Linked DNA regions of Mus musculus: regions 1 and 3 are each linked to region 2. A link is a contact called in public ChIA-PET data. All regions are on one chromosome and are shown on one strand. The core of a region is the stretch at or near the end of the contact, and the rest is flanking DNA. Distances in the headings are between cores, read along the strand shown. Region 1 holds the start of Klhdc9 (kelch domain containing 9). Region 2 holds the start of Slamf6 (SLAM family member 6). Region 3 holds the start of Ppox (protoporphyrinogen oxidase).

The links. ChIA-PET counts read pairs in DNA pulled down with a chosen protein or histone mark.
Region 1: an RNA polymerase II ChIA-PET map of memory CD8 T cells shows a contact between it and region 2, with 16 read pairs. The contact joins the promoter of Klhdc9 here to the promoter of Slamf6 in region 2. A contact is called at or near these places in 2 of 39 promoter capture datasets (hippocampal neurons and pre-B cells) and 1 of 115 datasets of contacts at active chromatin or transcription factors (memory CD8 T cells).
Region 3: an RNA polymerase II ChIA-PET map of memory CD8 T cells shows a contact between it and region 2, with 10 read pairs. The contact joins the promoter of Ppox here to the promoter of Slamf6 in region 2. A contact is called at or near these places in 1 of 39 promoter capture datasets (pre-B cells), 1 of 484 Hi-C or Micro-C datasets (pre-B cells) and 1 of 115 datasets of contacts at active chromatin or transcription factors (memory CD8 T cells).

What each region holds. Positions count from the first base shown.
Region 1 is chr1:171,358,145-171,362,080 of GRCm38.p6, forward strand. Klhdc9 (kelch domain containing 9) reads right to left here and starts at 2,654. Exons shown (of 4, transcript NM_001033039.2): 1 at 1,991-2,654; 2 at 1,598-1,757; 3 at 1,311-1,509; 4 at 305-836. The coding sequence starts at 2,517. The coding sequence ends at 670. Pfdn2 (prefoldin 2) reads left to right here. Exons shown (of 4, transcript NM_011070.4): 4 at 1-1,110.
Region 2 is chr1:171,915,084-171,918,753 of GRCm38.p6, forward strand. It overlaps Slamf6 (SLAM family member 6), which reads left to right and starts at 2,379. Exons shown (of 9, transcript NM_001347186.1): 1 at 2,379-2,709. The coding sequence starts at 2,625. All of the region lies in intron 1 of Gm37065 (predicted gene, 37065), which reads right to left.
Region 3 is chr1:171,279,069-171,282,649 of GRCm38.p6, forward strand. It overlaps Ppox (protoporphyrinogen oxidase), which reads right to left and starts at 2,118. Exons shown (of 13, transcript NM_008911.2): 1 at 1,805-2,118; 2 at 1,606-1,700; 3 at 1,320-1,454; 4 at 1,072-1,187; 5 at 801-933; 6 at 362-506; 7 at 55-245. The coding sequence starts at 1,692. It overlaps Usp21 (ubiquitin specific peptidase 21), which reads right to left. Exons shown (of 13, transcript NM_013919.4): 12 at 3,429-3,543; 13 at 2,881-3,234. The coding sequence ends at 3,144.

The sequences.
Region 1 (3,936 bases), core at 1,404-3,903, 560 kb before region 2:
GATTAAATGTTTTGGTCAAATACTTAGCTATAGCCTGAACCTTTATCTCATTTAGGGCTACACCGACCTCATAGAGCTGGGTGTGGTGCCACACATGCCTTTAATAATCTTAGTGCTTGGGTGACAACAAGAGGCAGATCTCGGAGTTCCAGGCCAGCCTGGTCTACAAATCGAGTTCCCAGTAATCCAAGGCTATATATAGACACAGTGAGACCCTGTCTCAAACAAAACAAAAAAATATGATTTGCATTGTTTCTACCAGGTTAATGGCTCACTATCAGAAAGGAACCTCAGTTCGGTCTTTCCTTTGCAAATAAAGTAATCTGTTTATTTGATGCTCTTCTAAAACGGATTCAGAGGGCTGGAGAGATGGCTCAGATGGCTCAACAGTGAAGAGCTCTGTCTGCTCTTCCAGGGGGCATCTGTTTTATTATCCCCAACAACCACATGGTGGCTCACAACCATCTATAATGGGGTCTGATGCCCTCTTCTGGCACAAAGGTGTACATGCAAATAGGGCACTTATATAAGTAAAATGTATAAATCTTCTAAAGGATTCAGAGACAAAACTCTCGGATTGAAATTTAATAAGTATTTGAAGTAGGGCAATAGCTCTGATGAGATCGCTTTGTAGGTTTGCCACAACACAGAGTGCCTCCCTGCTGTTCTTTAGATGAAGAATTCCAGGATGCAAACCTGTGGGCTAGCTGTCCTGCCGTCCTCACCAAAACCCCCAACCAAATAAAGCTGGTCATTCCAAAGGCAAGTCCGATGGCCCACGCGCTTCAGTCCACGGTCTGTACTGGGGAAGTGGAACCACAGAGGCGGAGACTTGCCTGTGGGTTGAGAGCAGAAGGTGGTTACTGTGGCATTCTGCTCCGGCCTTACCCAGTACGCATGCCTGTCATCGTTCCCGTTTGATTTGTCAGCCTTTTCAGATGTTCAGTATTTATATTGTCTATTGTATTTTGTTTTTGAAACAGGGTCTCACTCTGTCACCCTGGCTAGTTTCACACTCTAGATCAAGTTGGCTGGCCTCAAAAACTACCAGAGATCTGCCTGCCTCTGCCTCTGCCTCCCAAGTGCTGGAATTAAAAGTGTGAATCACTATGCCTGGCTCTATTTTTTGTTTGTTTGTTTTTCAGCAGTCCACACACTTTTGCCTCCTGAGTAGCATACATCACCACAACCGGACTGCATTCCTTTAACTCATCAACTGATTTCTCCTCCTTTCTATCCCACCACCCCTGTTTTGTAATTTTTAGCTGTGTCTTTTTCTCCTCCCTTTCAAATGATAGCTTGGCGCTCACGGGTATCGTAGATGTAGAGATCATTGCAGATCGTATCTCTAGCTCTGGTCAGAGTTTCTCCGCCAAATAGTACAGCGAAGGGTCCCACCACTGAACAGGAATGATGGCGCAGGCTCTGGGGTCCTTGCTGCAGTCCCTGCCCACTGCTCACAAGCCTTGCAAGCTGTTCCCTCAAATGAGGGGCAACTGGTTGTTCCTCCTTGGGCGAGAAAAACAAGAAGGGGTTGTCTGAAGGGTTTGCTTATTGAAGTTTTAGTCCTTTTCTACTTTATGTGAGTAGCTAATACCTTGATTTTCCCAGGGCTCCATTGCCCTGCTACCTCCGGTCCAACTGAGTTGCAGCCCCCAAAGAGCAAAAGCTGATGACCCGGGTGCGGCCCAGCAGTTGGCAGCAGGGCAGCACAGTGGCCTGATCGTGAGGTTGTGTGGCAGCCTTCTTCTTTGTAGCTGTTGGTACACAGAAAATCGGGCCTGAGTTTGGTTTTCTGAAAAGATTCAAGTGTTCTTTGCCAGAGAGCTCTAGTGAAAAAGAAAATCAGGCTTGGGGCAGATAGAGTTAAGCAATCTTGGATTCCAAGACAGAAGGTGCTATGGATAGACTACCAATAAGTTTATTTAGGTTTTGTTTTTTCTAGAATATAGAGAAAACAAACGAACGTTTGGGGGCAAAGTTGCAGTACCAATAAGTTCGGGTCCTGTGGTCCAACTTTAACGTGTAGATGCTTCCGTAGCGTCGCTGAGTGTGGGTACCACCCTCTCTGCCAGACACTCGCAGCTCCCCGTCTGAGAGGCGAGTGCAGGTGTGGCTGCTGAGGCCAGCAGGAGGGCAGTTGCCAGGGTTCGCAGCCCATGCTTCCCACACCTCTCTCTCCGTGTCCAGCGCGGCCACCGTGGATAAGCGACGTGACCCGTCCCAGCCACCCACCACGCAGAGCCAACGACCTCCCACCAGTGCCGCGTCGTGGTGGCTGCGAAGGGGACTACCTCGGGCTACCAGTCGCACCGCTTGGCCTACAGCTGGGTCAAAGATCACAGTGTCGTTGCTGGGCACTCTTGCACCACCTTCTAGGAGACCCCCTACCAGATAGAACCGTCCTTCCAGTTCCGTGCATGAATGGAAGGCACGAGCCAGAAGCACGTCTCGCGCCACTGGCCTCCAGGTCCAGGTTGAGCCTCTTGCTCGACCGAGGGTCTGCACCCCAGCCATGGGCCAAGGGAAGGGGAGAGCAGCTCGGTCACTTCGGGTCGCACTCCTTCACGAAGGGCCCAGCACTTCCAAGCATAGACTAGCTTCCCCTCCAATAACAGCACAGGTCTTCACCCAAACCACCCCTTCTCTCCACCGCCGTCGCCCAGCAACCACTGCAGGGACTACAGTGCGACCGCTGCAAACTGAAGGTCGCAAAGCGCCTGTTACCTTGGAAACAAGAGACCTGGTTAAGCTACCGCGATCTTACAGTGATGTCGTCAGGGGAACGAGATGTGGGGAAGCCAGTAAATATCCTAAAGGATTTGGGCTCCGAAAGGCTAGAAACCGGCAGTTCGTTAGACGAACCCAATAGCCGCTAACTAGCCTGTAATTATGACGTTTGAGGAAGGTGTTGGTGGTAGGATGCGTGGAGGCCGTGTCTTTTTCTTTATTTTTTGCTGCACGGTTTCCAACTTGGAATCTTCTCTAGGGATGAGGTAGGAAGGAAACAAGTCAGAAATCAAAGGTTGAACTTGGACTACGTTGCTTGGGATTCAGAGACTTGAGTAGACTTATTCCGCGATCCTATTTATAAAATGGGTTGTTTGTGATAAAAATTCTTGAAGGTGCTGAATGGATGGGAGAGTTCTCTCTGCTCTAGCCACTGGAGGGCAGTAGAGTCCAGTCTCAGTGAGAGAAGCGACAGGAGAGAAAGGTGCTAAGAAGGGACAAGGGAGAAAGAGATGAGTTAGGGTGGATGAAGTGGGAGAGGAAAAATAGGTTAGGCATATCTTGGACAGTTTTTCACTACTTAGTCCTAGGATGAATAATTATTTCATCTTGACTCATTAGAATAATATAACACATTAAATGGAGGCACCGTGGAACTCAGGATTAAGGGCAGGGAGTTTCCCCTGATAAGATCCTGGGCAGAAGCTGCCCAACCTTAGAAGGTGGGTGGGGGTGAGATGGGGAGGAGAGAGACACGGACTCCTGCCCCTCCCTGCTCTCTTCCTTTTAGTCAAGCTGGGTTACTGAAGGCCTAACTCTGCCCTCGCAGGACTCAATGCAGAACGAAGAGGCTCGGATCAAGGCAGGCTGACTGGGATCAAGGCAGGCTGACTGGTTTCTGCTGTAGGAGGAAATGCAGATTTCTACTTGTCGCTCCAGCTGGGGTGGAGCCGAAATAGGATCTTTGTCCCCCAGGCTGGGCTTTGAGTGGGAAGGATGGCTGTCACTTGGGCCTTTGGTTTCTAAACATGAACTTGCTCCCAACCAGACCACGGATAATGTCCAAGGTTTCAGTGGGAATGATCACGTGATTCTGAGGCGCAGGCTCACACTGGGCCTTTTCCCTCCTGGTCCCAATTAGATCTTGAGAGAGAACTACGTGGGGAGGGTGTGCACACATGGAGTAAAGAATTGAGCCTGGGGGCT
Region 2 (3,670 bases), core at 1,129-3,628:
AGAGAGAGAGAGAGAGAGAATCAGTGATATCACTCAATTTCTCCCCTTCCACAAGGTCAAACTGATCTTATCTGCCTCCACTCGGGTCCCATGGCCTCCTAAGCCAGGTTTTGAGAAGTTCTTCTGTTGCTTATTTAAAAGTCTCTCCCAATTGAGGCAGTTTAGGGGCAAAATATCCCCTGACTAGCATAGTTTCCTGTACTGAGAAATTACTAAGGCTTTTCTCTCCATACCGAATCACTTTTTTTTTCTTTTTATGTATTAAATGTCAGACCTGAAGGCTGTCTTCCAACATTTCCATATCTTCTAACATTTTCCTGTCTCCTCACTCCTCCCTGTCTGATTCTCCTCAAGGGCGAAGATTTTTGAGTTCTAGGAAGGGCTCCCTAGCAGAGGACTCTTTCACCAACTAAAAGAAAAGGGGAAGAGGGGGAGGGGGAGGGGGAAGGGAAGTCACCATCCTCCTTTTCCCTCCGTTTTCTGCCAAATCAGAAGATAATATGGAGGATAGCATCTGTGTGTCTATTCTATTACAATTCCTCCCTCCTGCTGGCAATTCATTCTGGGCAGAAATCTCAGCCTCGGTTACATCTCTTATGGCATCCGGCAGAGACCATTTCCGTGACCTGCTTATAATCACATGCCATATTGCCACTTTCAGAAATTACAACATATTCTCTAGTCCATCAGCCTCCTTGGGGGCTTTCCTGTACTTGAATCACAGGCCACATTCATAAAGGGGATATGCAACCATATACCATAGAGGAAGACAGCCACCCTGGGTTTCCCCTCCAAGATGTCCATCGGCTTCAGTTGCATGTCTTACTCATATCAGACACACAACTGGCACTACAGCAAGGAGGCACAAGTTCCCATATAACCAGAGAAGAGTAATCATATACGGATTGCCGAATGGATGTTCCACCTTCGGTTGGATCATGCACTGTAGCCTGTGTCTCACACATAGCAGAGGGTCATGTGACCCCTCCTCTCAGACACAACTTTGTTTTGTTTCTCCCGGTTCAGGCACCAATTGTGACTCCCCCCCCCCCCCTGGGGAGATTTGAGCAAGTATCTCTAATCACCTCATATAGGACTGAGAACAAAACAAAGAAACAGCCCTCACAAGTCCGGATTAGTTCTTTGAGGTTACTGACAGGTGCACGGATGAGGGGTTATCTGTAGGCGTGGGGGTGGTTCAAAGGCATTTGCATACCTGACAGCCCACTCTCAGAGCACCATCAATGACCTAATACTTTTCTACTTGGACCTTCTCAAAGTTGCCACCACATCTGCATCAACATACTGGAGACCAAGCCTCCAGCATCCGAATCTTCCGAGGTCAGAACCACAGGGATTGGGGCAAAAAAAAATAACAACTGAGCCACATTATAAACGAGTAAGATCTGACAAGCATTACAGAAGATGGCACAGACAAGGTGAACATTTTCTCAAGTGCGTAGAGAGGACACGATTTAAGTCTCTCTAAAAATTTCTAAGTTAAAATCATTCAAGGTATTTCCTTTCTTTTTCAAGGTATTCTTCTCTCATATATATTACATCCCTGACAGCAGTTTCCCTCTCTCCTCCCTCCCAGTCTTTCCCCTCCCCCCTTACTTCCCCCAACACCTCCCTCAGCCCCCTCCATCCAGTTCTCTTCCTTTTCGCTCCAGAAAAGAGCAAGTCTCTCAGGGATATCAACCAAACAAGGCATATCCAGTTGCAATAAAACTAGGTACCTCCCCTCATAAGGACTAGGCAACCCAATAGGAGGAAGAGTCCCAAAATCAGGCAAGAGTCAGAGACAGCCCCCTATCCCACTGTTGGAAGTCCTACTAGAAGACCAAGCTACATAATCATTATATATATAATATATATATATATATATATATATATATATAGCACCTAGGTTAGAACCATGCAGGGTCCCTAGTTGCCACTTCAGTCTCTGTGAGCGCCCCATGAACCCAGGCTAATTGATTCTGTAGGTTTTCTTGAGGTGTCCTTGACCCCTTTGTCTCCAACAATCCTTCCTCCACCTCTTCTGCAAGATTCCCCAAGCTCCACAGGATGTTTGACTCTGGATCTCTGCATCTGTTTCCATCAGTTGCTGGGTGAAGCCTCTCTGATGACAACTGGGCTAGGCTCCTGCCTCAAGTATAGCAGATTTGTTTTGCTATGGTTGGTTTGTTTGTTTGTTTGTTTGTTTGTTTGTTTGTTGTGTCTCTGGGCTATCCAGCCTCTGCTTCATGGCTCTCCACACAGTATCAGGAGTGGGCTCCCCGTCCTGGCATAGGTCTTAAGATGGACCAGTCACTGATTGGCCACTCCCACAATTTCTGTGTCACCTTTACCCCAGCACATCTTGCTGGCAAGACAAATCATAAGTAGAAGGTTTTTGTGGCTGGGTTGGTGTCCCAGTCCCTCCACCAGAAGTCTTGCCTGGTTACAGAAGATGGCCCGTTCAAGTTCCACGTTCCCTACTGCTAAGAGTCTTAGCTTACAAAAGATATTCTTGTAAGCCAAGTGTGAAGTTAATCACGACAACCAAAGGTTTGCTAACATAGAGGAAGAGCTCTCATCAATAGGGGAACAGAAAGTCTCAGCGACAAGCTTATGAAAGAATGGCTGTCTCAAGGGCTCCAGCACCCGACTCCGCCTGTCAGAGGATGGTCTGGCTCTTTCCACTTGTCTTCTGCCTCGGCTCAGGTAAAAAACGTCTGTGGAAACTGATTGAGTCACTGAGTGAGTTCCTTCTTTGGAATGCCTTGCTCCTCTTGGTCAGGTTGACTGCCCAGTTCTCTATTCAGAGACTTAGAAAGCTCACCGTGGTCCTAGCGAACTGCTTCCCGCAGACTGCCACGGGACTGATTCAGAGCAAACACTTCGGCTGGGGGCCAAGGGGAAGGGAAGTGTTTTCTGAGATATGGAAAATGAGTCTTTGTAAGTCAGGACTGTTCGTGACCAGCGTATTGTGGTACAAAAATAAGTTTAAGCGGGAAAAAGATCTACAATTTAACTACTGTGATACTGTGCGACTTCAGGGGGCTTCATTATCTTTCCCGAGCTTCACTCTTCGCTCAGATACTGAAAACCCACCAACGCTTTCACACTGCAATTAGGAAGGGATTGACTGAGCCTGCTTCTTCTCCCTGCTATCTGGAAAGCTCTCACTGTCTTTAAGAACTCAGAGGGTGCCTATCTGGACTGAAGCGTAGTGTTCTAAAACAGGAGATCAAGCAATGGCTACTAACACAGACCTAGCCCCGAGAGAATTCATTGAAGAAAAAAAAAAAGAACCAATAGGTAGCCTAGCATTTATTTTATTCCAGAAAATGAGCTAATTATTAAACATGCATTACATTTAGATGTCCATAACGTGTTTGTGAATTTATTCTATTAATAGCTACAAGTAACTTAGACTATGGCAATTTAAATAACTTTTGAAAATTCTATTAGTCATCAGGTAGCTGAAAAAAACCAATAAAAATAAAAACAAATCACTTGACTAAAACTTTCAGTAACAAACACCTGTGTGCATGCACACACACAAACCAAGACATACTGCAGATATAGAGCTATCTAGACAAATTGACAACAGAAAGAAAAAGAAAGCAAGGTTCATTAAGTCATTTGATAAACCATTCACTAAATGACCACTGAATGCACG
Region 3 (3,581 bases), core at 868-3,367, 640 kb before region 2:
CAATAAAAGCAGTAACACTGACGTAGGTTCGCTACACTCCAGAGGTTCTCCTACCTTCCAGCGCCCTTCTGGCTGAAGGCTGAGCCCACAGACTGGCTGCCCACTGAGGACAGTGACCCCTTTACTTGCTAGGTGATTGTGAAGAGCCTGGGGCAACACCTCCAGCCCTCCACGGAGTGACCACTGGCTCCATCGCTCAGCCCGGGCCTGACGAATTAGTGAGGAATCCGGCTGGGGACTCTGTCCTAAAAGGAGGGGTGGGTGGGTAAAAGATTAAACTAGTACCCCTTGTACACAGTACCTCAGTTTGTCCTCAGGCTTTTTTTTTTCACCCTCTGAACCAATCAATGCTGCCCCTCACCTGCGCCCAGCAGCAGCCCCAGCAATATGGACCGGTGGGTTTGTTCAGCTTGGAAGAGACTGGGAAAGCAGGACCGGATGCTGAGCTCCCGGCTGTTGCCAGCAAATACTCCTCGGCAAAGACTGTCCATGGCTAAAGATGCCACCTTAAGAGTAAGACTGGGACTGAGGGACCAAGGAATAAGCCACCCTGACTGATTTCCATTGGCCCTGCTTGTGAGAGACTAAGGGAAGGAGAGAGTTTGGGTTGGAGATGTTCCCACTGTAACAAAAGGATGGGAAGGAAAGGAAGGCATTTATTCCCAACACTGGGTTTTGGAGATTCCAGCAATAGATAGTGGACATTCCTAAATGATTCAAGAGTCCCCGGGGTTAAGTCTGAGTTAGAGACTCAGCAACAGGAGGGGAAGAGGTTTGAGACCACCTCTGAGCAATGTCACCTCAGGTCCAAGGCGGCGCTGGGCAAAACTGTGCACAGTTTCATCAGGCTCTTTGCCCCTGGGCTTCAGCAACTCCCTCAGCCCAGCCCAAAACAGAGGTTTTGAGAAGGGGGGTGAAGGACGGAGTAGCCCCCTGCATGGAGGAAGGCATGGTTGAAAAGAAAACTCCCAGATTCACCTTTCAGAGGGTTCTTTTCAGCCATTAGACCCCCTGTGGCTGGAAGGCCTGACAGGGAGCGAAAGGGGGGTGTGTGTAATAGTGAGGTGTTACCTGAGGCCGGAGGGTAGAGGGTGCAGGGTACCGCCTACATACAGGAACCTGTTCTGGGCAGCTGGGTGATCCCCTCGGACAGGCAAGACTTCAGACTCCAAGCCAAGTTCAGAAACCTGTTCTCCACAAGCCCTCAGGAAGAGGAGAAACTAAGGAAAAACTGACCCAACGTTTTTCCTCTCTGCAACTCCGTCCCTTTGGAGAACTCTCCTCCACTACCTGTCCTACACATTCCACAAGACGCTCACCAGGAGCAGGGTCCGGGCTCCCAGGGCTCCAGCCGGCCTAATCCCTCGAGGTCCAAGTTCAAAGATCGCACCATCTGATCCTCGGATTGAGCGGATCCATCCTCCCAAACGCTTGCTGCCCTCCACTAAGATCACCTGGCGCCAAAAGTGAAGCACTGTCGCCACAGGGCAAAGGGACTGGGGGTCGGGGGAAGTGCATATTTCACGGAACAAAAATCTATGCAGCTTTTGCTAGAAATATCAAGAGTATTAAATGAGTCTTTCTCTGGTACTAGTGGGGACTCACCTTAGGAGGACTGGGGCCTCGGATCAGATGATAACTTGCGGCCAATCCACTGATACCTCCGCCAAGTACTATCACAGTCCGGCCCATCGTAAGGCCTGGGAAAAGGTCGAGATACCCCAGGAGAACGGGGCAGGGGAGCACTCTGTTTTACAACTGCAGAAACCCCCACTGGTCCCATACCCCACTTCTGGACACTTACTGATTTATGAGCAACTAATGCAGGGCGCGCGTGTACGTGCTGGTGGAAGAGTAAGGTCTTCGTTCTGAAGCCAGAACTTACCCACGAGATAGGGGGAACCCGAGAAAGTGAGTGACTGATAGAGGCCCTAGGAGCAGTCCATCCTGTCCGTGTGCAGATAAGGGCCACGCCCACGCTATCTCCCCAGCACAAACCCTTCGGAGGCCAGAATTCTACAGCACTCGGTTTTTCCAGCCTCAGGGGTGAGCAGGTTCAAGTCTGGTATCCCCGCCCCTAACTTTTAGGGTCCCTCCGACTCTCCGTCGATTCCTTTCTGGCGGCCTGCGTGACTGCGTTTCACTTTCTTGCTTCTTGATTGGAGGGTCTTGGAGTGCGGGTTCTGGATTGGTGAGCTCTGGATACATTCACCAATGAAAACACCATATTGGCAGTGACGCTACCAGAGGAGCAACAGCCGCTTTCGGAGTCAGTTCCGTGGAGCGGGTTAACCTGTTCGTGTCCTAATCGGAGTTAGTTGCAGTAACCGGCACTGCCTTCCCCAGGGACAGGACAGCGAAATCCTTGAGCATTCCCCAGCTCAAGCTTCCCAGGTCTGTGGTGAAAACCCTGGAGGTGGGAGAGCCCCACGAGCTTTAGTTAGGGAGAAAGAGAGAGACACTTGGAGGCCAGTCCGTGGGGAGAAGGCTCCATAAACAGCTCCTTGATGTTAGCAACAGACAGGGCCTACGGGAGCAAGGGCCGCCCGGCAACGGTACCAGTGTTTGTCAACAGGGGTTCTTGGATGCCTTGCCCTCGAGGGGCAGTACCCCTCTCAGGAAAAACCGGCGTGCCAATGCCTGCACTCTAGTTTCAGGCTTTCCCGCAACTTCACAGGTCTCAGGGTTTGTCTGCCTAGTTCCACTAAACTCAGTGTTTGGGTCCAAGGCTGGGGCCAGCTCAATCCCTGTTCTTTTCCTTCTGTTGTGAGAGCGCCCCCACCTGTCCAGAGACAGAATTGGGGCCCAGAAAGGCTCCAATTGAACCAAAATTCTAGATATCCATTCCCTCTTATCCACAAATACAAACATGAACATCACTTTTTTCTTAATAAATTTATTCACAAAAAAGTGAGATTGCAGAGGTTCTGGGGGCTGTACATGGTCAAGGGTCTGGTGGTTTCTGTACATGGGACAGGAAAACAAGGCGGAAGGGTACTTCTTAATAAAAAAAATAACGGGAGCTACAACCAACCCTCCTCCCCTCCCCGATTAAAAAGACACAAAAATAGACGTCTGTGAGGTAACTGGGGGCTTAAGGGTGTTGGGAAGGTTTTCACAGGTGCCAGGGCTTCAAGATGGTGTCACAGGCACCGAAGTGGTTCCTGCATCAATTGGTAGAACAGCACGTAGCCCTCACTGGATGCCACCTGATTTTCACTGACAGGGGAAACGCTGAGAAGAGAAACGGGACACGGCTGTGGTCAGTGGTCATTCTTGTAGATTCCCCCTCCATCCCACAAGACTCAGAGTAGCCAGGTGGAGATCAGGAGAGACTCTCCACCTATCCTTTGTCAGGAACTTATCTTTTCGGAGCTGGGGGGGGGGCGGTGGGAGGGGGCAGGAGTTGAACAAGAGGCTATTCTCACCGGGAGTCATTGTAGACATGCCAACCAGTCTGGCACCGGCACAGGGCTGTGTAGTGGCCATAGTGGACACTACCCGAGTGGTTGCAAAGGGCATACAGCTGGTAGACAGGGCTTCCTGCGGGTTAAATAACATCAGTTTCCACACCCAGTTGT